2 separate regions of the Danio rerio genome follow, and region 1 is linked to region 2. A link is a contact called in public HiCAR-type data. All regions are on one chromosome and are shown on one strand. Each heading gives the region's core, a stretch centred on a gene start, on an enhancer-like site or on the middle of the called end of the contact. The rest is flanking DNA. Distances are from core to core; before and after follow the strand shown.

The links. HiCAR-type assays count read pairs that join an accessible place to other places.
Region 1: a HiCAR-type map of caudal fin shows a contact between it and region 2, with 6 times the contacts expected there. The contact joins two enhancer-like sites. A contact is called at or near these places in 4 of 18 Hi-C or Micro-C datasets (caudal fin, embryo and an unstated tissue) and 1 of 4 datasets of contacts at active chromatin or transcription factors (caudal fin).

The regions. Positions count from the first base shown.
Region 1 is chr18:40,311,516-40,317,876 of GRCz12tu, reverse strand. cep126 (centrosomal protein 126) reads left to right here. Exons shown (of 15, transcript XR_012394082.1): 8 at 1,394-3,353; 9 at 5,306-5,461; 10 at 6,004-6,125. Among named protein-coding and RNA genes, the nearest start is that of cep126, 25 kb to the left of the region's middle. Within about 2 kb of position 1,871, at least 11 of the 62 cell types and tissues checked have an H3K27ac peak or open chromatin away from gene starts, as enhancers often do. A contact at or near this core is called in caudal fin, where this site is marked.
Region 2 is chr18:40,213,049-40,218,941 of GRCz12tu, reverse strand. The region is part of intron 6 of yap1 (Yes1 associated transcriptional regulator); the gene reads left to right. Among named protein-coding and RNA genes, the nearest start is that of tmem123, 20 kb to the right of the region's middle. Within about 2 kb of position 3,396, at least 41 of the 62 cell types and tissues checked have an H3K27ac peak or open chromatin away from gene starts, as enhancers often do. A contact at or near this core is called in caudal fin, where this site is marked.

The DNA.
Region 1 (6,361 bases), core at 622-3,121, 100 kb before region 2:
AACTATATTTGAAATTATGTACAATAAGAAAGCAGTTATTTAAACTTTTAATAAATATTTAACAATTCAACATTTTTTACATTTAATAAATGCTCCCTCGATGAACATAATAATAATTGAAAAAAATGACCCCATACTTTTCACTGGTAGTGTATATTTCAAAATATTGAGAAAAAAAGAGATACTTTAAATATATATTTTTTTCAACCATTGAATTTACAAATATGTTCATGAATGATCAAATGTATTAGCTTTACTTCATATATACAGTTGAAGTCCGAATTTTTAACCCCCTGAATTATTACCCCCGTTTATCTTTTCCCCAATTTCTGTTTAACGAAAAGAAGATTTTTTCAACACATTTCTAAACATAATACTTTTAACAACTCATCTCTAAAAACTGAATTATTTTATCTTTGTCAAGATGACAGTAATTAATATTTAACTAGATATTTTTCAAGACACTTCTGTATAGCTTAAAGTGACATTTAAAGGCTTATTTATTCAATAACTTGGTTAATTAGGCAAGTTATTGTATAATGATGGTTTGTTCTGTAAACTATCGAAAAAGCTTAAAGGGGATAATAATTTTGACCATTAAATATCAAATGTGTAAAATGTTTTTTTTTATTAAACACTGCTTTTATTCTAGCTGAAATAAAACAAATAAGACTTTCTCTAGAAGAAAAAATATTATCAGACTTACTGTGAAAATTTCTTTGCTCTGTTAAACATAATTTGGGAAATATAAAAAAAATTTAAAGAGAGGGGTAATAATTTTGATTTCAACTCTGTGTGTGTGTGTGTGTGTGTGTGTGTGTGTGTGTGTGTGTGTGTGTGTGTGTGTGTGTGTGTGTGTGTGTGTGTGTGTGTGTGTGTGTGTGTGTGTGTGTGTTTGTGTGTGTGTGTGTGTGTGTGTGTGTGTGTGTGTGTGTGTGTGTGTGTGTGTGTGTGTGTGTATATATATATATATATATATATATGGGAAAACAACGTGTCAAATGAGAATTGAGACATGGGATTTCAATAAGAATGGATGAGAATGGATTTAAATTTTTAAATCTATTAAAATAAGAACATATTTTACTTTATACAATTTTATTGTTTTAGCGTATATCTAGTTAAACAGATGCACCCTTGGTAAGCATAAAACATATCTATCATATACATTAAAAGTCTTATCGACCCCATTGATCTGTCTTTCTATTCATTGTAAAAAGTTGTTGCTGGAACTGACATTATTTCCCTTACAGTTAAAGATTAACTGACTATGTGTTATTTTCTATCCCTCTGCAGCTTGAATGCAACATGATCTCTAAAAAGCACTCAGTCTGTCAATATCAGTGCATAAGTGCTCTAATGTTTTTTTTTTTTTTTTCGTATTGATTTTCAGGAGTATCTTGATACCCCATGTAGTGAGACAGAGAGTCTGTCTAGTCTGGACAGCTTAGAGAACGGAGACCCTCAGAAGAGCCATGACACTCTACCGGTTTGTAGCTCACAGCAAAGCACCACCTGTGCCCAGTCTTTCTACAATCCATTGGATAACCCTAAGCTTCAAGAATCCAACTGTCTTCCATCACCATTGAGACCATCTCACCCTGCCTCTTCCATAGCTAAGAGTTTCCTGGAGGAGATTTTAAACAAGGAAAGTGATCTCGCTGTTAACTCACATTCACTAAGGTATTATGAGTCAGCAGAGAAAAGCCGGAATCTCCAAAATCTCACGCAACACAGATTTGACAACTTGAAGGACCAATCACAGGCTTTCGACGCCCATGGTTGCCAAAAAGAATTGACTCAGCAGGACTTAGTGGCTAATTCAGAACATATGACTCACGATAATGACAGGAACGCTCAAGGGAACATTTTGAAAGACAAAGGAACTGCGGTTGCCCACTGCAAAACACAAGCCTTGCCAGATACCACACCCCTGGAATTCTCAAGTCTGACTAAAGACTTAAAGTCAGAATCCCAACAGCAGACAAGAGCCCTTGAGGAAAAGTATGCTAAACATTCATCAGTAATGCAGACCAGTCTTCCAACGGGCAGATGCAAACACAGCAACAGTCCAATTGAAGCCTTTTCAAGCTCAAATGCCCGTCTTAGCATAACATATCAGACTGACCTGAGTTCCCCAAACTTACAACAAACAGAAGCAGTGAGTTCTTTACAGTTGCAAAAACACAAACCATATGTAGATGAAGCCCCCAGGCTCAAAGCAGAATCCAAACCACTGTGCATAGAGGAAGCTATAGGCATAGATCCTAAAAATGAAACGGATGTCACCAAATTGGCAAAAGCCGGAATGTTGAAGTCTTCCACAGGCACAGAGGAACCTAACAGAACACCTGCAGACCCCGTGACCCATTGTGCGCCAAACAACGTCAGATTCTTGAAAGGAATTCTTAAAAACCATTTAAAATCCAAATCCGCAAACGTCAAATTCACGTACACCCCTAGCCATTTGCTTTTCACCAAGGAAGTGGCCATTTTAATCCGGGACAGCGTAGAGCTGGCAAGGGCAAAACTCAATGAGCCTGAGAAAAAACGAAATATTAAGAAGAAACTGCGTTGGTTTGATGAAGTACATAGAGTTGAGGGGGAGGAACGAGTGTTTGGCGACCCCAACAGACATGCTAACCTGCCTCAACAAACCCATAAACAGCTTTCTGCAGATCACTCGGACCATGTGAATTTACTCACAGGGGTATCAAAGAACATCTCCAGTAAGACCTCTGCTGTCCCTGCTGGGCCCCAATCCACTAGACATGCCTGGGCAGATGTAGGGCCCCAAGAAAGCCGTGCACAGGAGCATATCAAGGAGCCCACCTCTCAAAAAAGATCCCTCTGCATTGGGGGCCCAAGGACTCCCCGGAGAGTGCGCTCAGCCAGAGTCTCCTCGTGTCCCGTTACCTCCCGGGCCAGGAAGGGCACTATCATCAGGCCCCAATCTGCCAGAGAAGCACAACATGTGGCCAAGACCCAAGGGAAAAGCTTGGTACCTCGCCCCCCTCCAAAACCTGAAGTGGCGGAGGTTGACCTAGCTGAGTGTCCCGTGTACATTTCCAAGGCCGATGAAGGTGTACAGACAATGTACAAAGATGCTCCAGATCTCCAGAATGTAGTTTCTCCGCCTGTCCTCAGAACAGATGGTATCTGTGCTCCAGCGCCACTTTGCTATACCTACAGCCACGAGGCGGGCGTCTGTTCTCTCTCCCCTCCAGATGCCCTTGCAGACAGTGGCAGGCGCAGGTGTGGAGAGAATGGGATCTGTTTGGACCGGACTCCAACAGATGAAGAGATTGCACTTCTTTGGCATGGAGTTCGAAGTGCTCTCGCCAGCAAAGACGGTAAAGATGAATCCCAAACTCTGCATTTTTCTACTTACACCAAGTTGAGCAACCTTTTAAACAGTTGAAACAGTCAGTTAATAGCATAAAAGGAAATTACAAACAATAGAATAAATAAAATAGAAAAAGATGCAAATAAATTAAACAAAAATACATAATAGCTAATATGTTTTTATCTATATTTAACTTGCCATGAAATGGCCTATGTTGCTTATGTGGCAATAAATAATAAAAATAATAGCTTTAAAGAAATTGAATCAAGCAATCTAATCTTATTTAATTTTTTTCTTCACTGTATGAATTAAAAATACACTGAATCCTCTTAGTAAAGTTACTATAATTGTTTAGCAAAGAAAAGTGAATCAATCTTTCATTTTCTTGTGATACTTTCTAGGCATGGCTTGTAAGATTCTAACCGTATGATAACCTTGGATAAAAATATCACTGTATTGTGATTACTGCTCTAAAATATATTCTTTTTAAATGTCTGGGTAAAAAACAAGAACTTTTTACTACTTTGAACACAACGACTGCGTCCGAAATGGCATACTTATATTCTATATAGTGCGCTAAAAACAGTATGAAAGCTGAGTTATATGTCCGAATTCAAAGAAATCGAAAAACAGGATGCGAGAAGTACCAGATGACCTACTACTTCCGACGGGATTTGAAGTGCGCATCTGATGGACGCTACACTATCTCATGATGCACCACGAGAGAAATCATGAATGGGAGTGAAGCTGGTGTTTCCCGTGAACATGATAAAACGGCGGATGTAGTACAACCGAGCTTCATTCATACCACTCAAATTCATAACGTACTTTTCTATTTGTTGAGTTGTAAATAACAATTCAAATGCAGTACAAGAATGCAGATTTTGAATGTAGCCAATATTTTTTTTTTTTATTTCGCAGTATTGTGATTACCACTCTAAAATATATTCTTTTTATATGTCTGTGTAAAAAACAAAAACTTTTTTCCCCTTTGAACACAATACATTTTAATTTGAGAAAGTTTTAAATATTGTGGAACAGTAACATGTCAGGCTAAATAATTTAAATGAATCATTGACTTCTGTTGTCTTTGTTAGTTGCAAAAACTGATTTTTTTTACAATTTAAAATGGCTCCTTTGGATATCTTTCTGCTGGAGAGATATTGTTGTCCTAAAGCATAACCAAAAAAGTATTTTACACATACCGTAGGAACGGTAAAACAGAAAATGTTTTCAAAGGTTTTAAAACCTTGACTTTTCCTGACCACTGTATATCTTGAAAACAGTTATCATCCCATGCCTAGATCCGTTACACCCCTAGTTGGAACACTCCTTAACAAGTTTCAGCAAATATTAATATCATTAGCAACTATTTATTACCTCAGTATTACTGTGCTTTTTATTCTTTGCAAACATCACATTTCGGAAATAATTGCTTTCCTGCTGTGGAGAAACATTTTCAATAGGTTTCTTTCTACAGACAAGGAACATTTCAGCCACATATTACAAAACCAACAGTCATGAATGGTCGGCTTCTCATGAACTTTCCCTGCACCTTGTCATATAGTCAAATCAGAGTCGATTGAAAGAACTGAGCTCCCTTTGTGGGTCGGCAAGTTCAGCAGCTTTGTTTGAGCTATTAGAGGGATATTTTTCTAGAGTTTTTGGAATAGTGTTTTTTGGTGTTGGATCAATAGAGTGTGTTTTCTTTGGCCCTCAGCTCAGCGCTGCACCACTTGGGATTACTACTTGGTTGAAATTGATCCATTTAATGATGGACTGTTGCTCCTCAGGGGTCAATTATTTTTTTATAACATCAGGAAAAGTCGTTGTTTTGTCGACATAGACCTCAAGAACAGGAGAAGTGGCTTTCATACTTCGGGACCTTTAAGTTGAACTGTCTTCTTTCTTTTTTTGTCTTTTTTGTGTTCCTCTCTCTCTCCTTCTGAATTGATTTAGGTGACCCTCAAAGTTTTCTGGCTCACAATGGCCCGTTGTCTCCTTCGCCTCAAGTCTGTGCCAGTCTGTCCCATGTTACCATCAATGGTGATAGTCTGATCAATGGTGTCAAAGGATCCTCAAGAATGGGGGGCTTTTTCTTGTCTTCCTCTAATGGTAAGGCTCTATAGGTTTATTTAATTAATGATGTCAAAGGGCATTCAGTGTCCAAAAAGCTAGGTCATTTCCACCTGCCAGCTCATAATGTGATCAAATTGCTTATTGTTTCACTAGAGTTGTTTAAATTCACTTAAAGGAACAGTTGACCCAAAACAGAAAAGTCTGTCATCATTTACTCACCCTTCACTTGTCCCAAACCTGAGTGACTTTTTTTTCTGTTGAGCACAAAAGAAATAAATATTTTAAAGAAAGCTAGAAATTGGCAACCATTGACTTCAATAGTGTTGTTGTTTTTTTTTACTATGGATGTCAATGGTTTTTCAGCTTCAAAATAACTTCATTTTTGTTCAACTAATTAAAGAAACTTTGGGTTCTCTTGATGGTGAGTACATTTTCATTTTTGGGCGAGCTATCCTTTTAAATCCACAGAGCTTACTTATGTCCGTACCTCAAGAGGTTAAGCTTTAGATACTCTGGTGTAATAGCCTATCTTTGAGATAAATTGGTCTGCTAATCGGTGAGTTTCTGCTATTAATTAGTGAGAAGTCCTATAAGGAGACAGGCTATGGAGAGTAACATGGTGAAGAACCGAGTTCCAGTGGAAAACAGCAGAATCCAAACTACAGGAGCAACACAGAGAAAACCCAGCATTTCTTATCAGGTGAACATGCACGTTGTGGATATTGACAGTAAATATTATCACAATATGTTTGGGGATTTTGTTTGTATAACGATAATTAAATTATATTAGTGTTTTTGTGGCATGTTAAAGGAACACTCCACTTTTCGAAGGCTTGTTTTGGGTTAAACGGTCAAGTTATACAACTTTTGAATGCATTCAGGTGATATCCGGGTTTATTGAAAGCAATTTTAGCTTAGCTTACCTTAGCATAGATC
Region 2 (5,893 bases), core at 2,147-4,646:
GTTCAAAAGCACATAAGGGCAGTGTATAACAAAGTATGTATGTAGTTTTGCTTGAAGCACTTTCATCGGTGACCTCTGCTGGAAAAGCTGGGGAAAACAGTCAAGTTGAGTTGAGATTTGGGGATAGTCACATTTCTGCTGAAAAGCCTACATTAAAAGTACCAAAGTACCAAATGAGAACTTCGTCATAAACAAACAAATTAACTTGCCCATGAATATGCTTAGCAGCAGTGTCGAGACAGAGAAATTGCATAGGGCTTAAAGTTATACACTACCGGTGAAACATTTGGGGTCAGTAGGATTTTTAAATGTTTTAAAATAAATTTCTCATGCTCACCAAGGCTGCATCCAAAATACAGTACACATTGTTAAATTGTCAAATGATATTGCACTATAAAATCACTGTTTAAAAGTAGTTGATCATTTAATTTAATCATTTATCCCTGTGATTTTAAAGATGAATTTTCAGTTTCATTAGTCCAGTCTTCCGAGTCACATGACCCTTCAGAAATTACTCTAATATTAATTATTATTATTATTATTATTATTAATCGTAATAGTAATAAGAGCCATAATGACTGGAGTAATGATTTAATTTGAAACTACATACAATATGTAATAAATAAATATTTAATTATTTAATAAATATGTATTTAATATTTTTTTTCATTTAATAAATGCTGCCTTGATGAACAAAATAATTTTATTTAAATTATTAAATAAAATTAATTATTAGAAGAAAAAAAAAACTGACCCCAAATTTTTGATCAGTAGTGTACATGCATGCATGCATAAAAAAACCCAACAACCTTCAAACTGATTCATTACAGTAATGGATCATTTTATTATCACAACCGTCAGTCGGCACCCACTGTTTTTACCGTGTTCATTGTGTCTTTGCTGGTGCAGTGTAAATGCAGACAACACAAGTCACTTTTAAGAGATTATGTAAGCGGGTTGTCAAACATATCGGATGCAGTCACAAAATCGGAATTGACCATCAAGATCTGCAGTGTAAATGCTGCCTTGGTTCACCACAAAATGAAAATGTTGTCATTGGTTACCATGATGATTTCTTCTTGTCATATTTGTTTTTTCCCCACTCTAAACCAAATGTCAAATTCCTTGACTTTTCCCTCACTTTCACTTGACTAAAAAGATAAATTTATATGACTTGTAATGGACAGAAAAACAAGAAGCAAAAAAAGAAGGAAAAAAAAAAAAAATATATATATATATACACACACACACACACACACACACACACACACACACACACACACACAAAGGAATCACTGACTATTGTTCCAAATACTTACCTTTGCTCAACTTGTAGAACTTAAAGATATGGCATATTTCTTTTCCTTTATTTATAGTTTTTTCATCCAAAACTCTTGACTCTTTATAAAAATTAAGAGATTTAATCCAATTCTACTGATGAATCACATTTAAAATGATGAATAGATATATATTGGGCTTTTATTCACATATATTAACTTTGAACAGCAAACAGAAACTAAACATTCCACGTCAACCAAACATTACTGATTAGCATTTATATTTGAATAAATTAAATCTGTTCATGATTTAAGCCAGTCATGTCTCCTCAGACAGATTCATACAGGTTTTTTAACCTCTTTAAGAACATTTTAAAGAGCTCTGCATGTGCAGATTTTCAAGAAATCTCTCAGATTTGAATTTTAAAAAAAAGAAAAGAAAAAAACTTCACTTGTGCTGAATGAACAAAATTTGTAACTCTTTAAAAAAGACAGGATGGTCTTTTCATGCAACACCCAGGGGCAGATTTAATAGTAAGCCACTTAAGGCTCGCCATGGCTGATGTCGACTTGCACTCTTTAAAAAATGTAACTACACGTCGCAACAACACATAGAACAAGCTCTGTGATTGGTCTTCTTGGGTAGCTGTGACGAGTGTGGGCGGTGCTGAGAGCCGATGGAATGAGTGTTTACAAGTGTCGAGTATCGTGAAAAGGAGCTCCAGATGAAAACTTTTATTTTGTTTATCTTATGATTAAAGCACATCCATCGGTTCCCGCCTTTGAATGAGCAAGTTTGACGTCCAAACACCAGTAAAGAAACTGGACATAGAGGAACTTAAAAACCTACTGCCAGCTAGCGTTTCTGAAGTGCTAATGCAGAGCAACACAAACAGCATGCAGAAGTATAAATGCACAGCTATGGAGACAGTCCTCGCTGCAGCCCCCAGCTTGATGACGTAGTTAACCAGGTCTGCTACGTGGTTGACGATCGCCTACACCTCCCCCTACCCTAAACCCAACCATCATGGTAGCATGAGCGTAAACTTAGGGCGGTACAAGGTCCGTTACATAGTTGACGATCGTCTATGACAGGGGTCACCAATCTCGGTCCTGGAGGGCTGATGTCCCTGCAGGGTTTAGCTCCAACTTGCTTCAACACACTTGCCTGGATGTTTCAAGTGTACCTAGTAAGACCTTGATTAGCTTGTTCAGGTGTGTTTGATTAGGGTTGGAGCTAAAATCTGCAGGACACTCACCCTCCAGGAACAAGTTTGGTGACCACTGGTCTACGATATCAAGCTGCGGGCTGCAGCGAGGACATCTTGCAACTACGCGCAAGGTATGTGCCGGTTCACTCGAGATAGAAGTATAAACCAGCCTTAAGGGCCCCAGGAAATTTGACGGCCCCCAATAAATACCTAGATGTTTTTATAAACTATATGAAATAGCATTTTGAGACATATTTTATTCTGTGAGTGTCTAACAAATACAGATTCACCCTGATTATCACATCTCTGCAAATGTGTCCCCCCACTCCCAATCATGGATCAGTCTAGCAGTCAAATCAGGTGAAGATTTAGTTATAAAAATCAAATCCAAAAGTCTATTCAATAATTTTAGCTAGGAATTCAATTTAAGCAAATAAATCTTAAAAAAATTTATAATTGCATTAAAATGGAGAAAAAAGACGGAGTGGTGTAAGAAAAAGGCAGCTAAATAAATAAATACAAATCCAATGGGTGCATATTACTGCAGGAATTGCTTAGGGCCCACAAATCACTAAATCCCCCCCTGGCAACACCATAAATCACACATATTACTATTGTTTTTTTATTAACCCATTTTTTTCTTTCTTCCTAGATCAGCATTTTTGTTCATTTTACCCTCTCATTATTTTTTAGTCCTACATACTACCTGTCATATGTGTTTGTGGTGTTTTGTCATGTAAATAATAATAATCACAAAAAAAGGAAATATGCGAGGGTGAGAAAATGAATGAATTTTAGTGCTTTTTCAGAGAATTGCGCCCTCCAGTGGCAGTCCAGCACATGAATCCATCCTCATAAGCTCTCATGTAAAAGATGTAAAAAGGCGGCCTGTGTGGTTTCGGTCTCATACACGGCCGTCCCCTTCACCCCCACCACTCACACTGCACTCACAAAGAGCTCATTCATCCAGCAACTCTCATGCACTCCAGCCACATTTCATTCTCTTCATTAGAGAAACTTGCTGTATTTTCCTTCACTGTAGCATGTCCTCTGGCCCCTTTATTTGAGCCCTCATTGCTAAACGGCCTGTCTGCTATTTATAGAGCGCTTTTTTTCAGACCACCAGCAAAACAACACCTTTTACAATGACTCTCAAAAGCAGTTCAACACAGGCCACAGGGAGGAGGAGGACATGCACAAACTCTTACAGCAATTAGTAGCAGAATAAGCAGTCATTATTATTAGCTATTATTGCAAATAAATGTAGAGATGTCAAGAGGAAGTTTCTTGCAACACTTTGTAAATGATTATTGTCTTGTGAAGGTGTATAATAATCACTATAATTGGTATAGCTCAGTACTAGCACAATTATTAGTATATTAAAAGGACATTTTCTGCAAAGTCACAGCTCTGCACGTTCTCATTCTTTGAAATGACTTCATAAAATTGTGATTTTTCTATAGACCTTTTTTTGGAACCCAAAATTAGCCATTATGCTTTGCGTGTATGCGCAAGGAGAATGCTAAGAACTTCCGGTCGGCAGCTGATGCGGATAAACAGTCACATTTGGACAGCTTTGTAACAATAGTTTTAATTTATTTACCTGTTTTATCATCTTTGAACTAATACTGTTGTCGATCAGCGCCACCTCCTGGACTGATCATTTAAAAAAATGTCTAATGGAGGGAAAACAACTGCTGTGAGGGCAGTGAGGCATTTTCTTCACATTGTCAGACGGCATCTTCTACTGTTTAAATGAAGCCTCGTCATCACTAAAGTCACCTGTACTGTCCCACTGACACACTGATTTAATAACTGTGAAAAAGTGAAAATAAAGCGACACTTTGAAATGACAGAAAAACACAAATCTGAAAATACAACACACTAAATGAAAGGTAAACTGCTCCTGATTAGAATGAACAGCAAATCAGCCAGCTGAGTATCAGTAACAGACTTTTATTGGTCATTTTTGTAAACTGCATGACTTGCATACCTGTTAAGTTTAATGGCAGTAATCTGGTTTGCTCTATGATGCAGTGAAATATTGAAGAGCCGCTGAGCTAACAGCTGACAGGCCGGGGAAACACACAGCCACTGTATTTCTCACAGCAGAGATGTGAACTAGGAGAACGTTTTTCTCTCGTGCTTGAACCACGAATGACAGATTATAACGGCTTTAATACACACCTTTCACAAAAACACACACGTAATCCACTCAAACGCTATTGATATCCATTTTTGGAGTGCAAATTACCAGTTGTAAACGCTGTAACCGGAAGTTCTAAACATTCGACCGGAAGACGCTGGTCGGTATAACGCTTTCTATGCAGCAGCCAAGAAAAAGGTCTAACATTATTGGGATAAATCCACCTTTATACAAAAGATGCCATGTTCTTTTTGGTAACCTTTTCCCTCAGCCATCGGAGATTCAATTGTAGTATATAATTATAGTCTTGGCTTGTTTGGGTTTGGATTTAATCAAGTGTGTGTTGATCTGCAGTATATTTAACATTTCTGATCCTTGATTTTGATTTGATCGGTGTTGCCAGATATAGCTGACTTTCCAGCTCAAAAGATGTCCAAAACCTGCCCCCACACCCAAATCTTGCCTTAAATACTAGAATATTAAGCAATTCCAGCGTTATTGATGTGACATTTGCAGTAAAAACTCGAAACATAAATTCACAGAGAAAGTATAACAGTATATTGAAACATCTGTTTATATTTTTTTAAAGCAACTAAAGCACAGAGTTACAGGATCAGAACAATATCAATCCGTAAACATATTTTATATTTTAAATGAGGAAAATAAACATGCGTTATGGATGTGACCAAAAAGGTCTGCAAGTTTACAGTGCACAACATGCTTTGTAGAAATTCAGTGAATTAAACTGCACAACCCCAAAAAAATTAATGCCAACTAAAAGGGTAAGAGTTGACTCACTATAGAATAAACATGATTGATTTGATTTGATGTTTTTGCATTTATAAGAGAAAATCTTGGTTATGGATGGGACACTTTTTCGTTATGGAAGTGACAGATGTGAAATTGCCACTTGTGTGACTTTAGTAAATCAGATATAATAGTTTGAAAACACTGACAAATACTTTTTGAGCATTTGTGCAGTACTTTAAAATACAAGCCTACACACACACAAAAAAGGGGGTTTTGCTATTTTTTTCATGGCAAGGTTGACATTGCATGGAATTGCTTTATTTTATTTAAATTTATTTACATGAAATAAATTATATTATTAATTAATAAACCGAGTTACTGTAACTGTCATAATTTTTTTTACCAACCAGCAGTCAAAGAACCACAACATAACCGGATCACATCAAAACACACGCTGCACTTATTGCTATGTAGATTACACTACCTAGAGTTTCACTTTCAAAATGGGG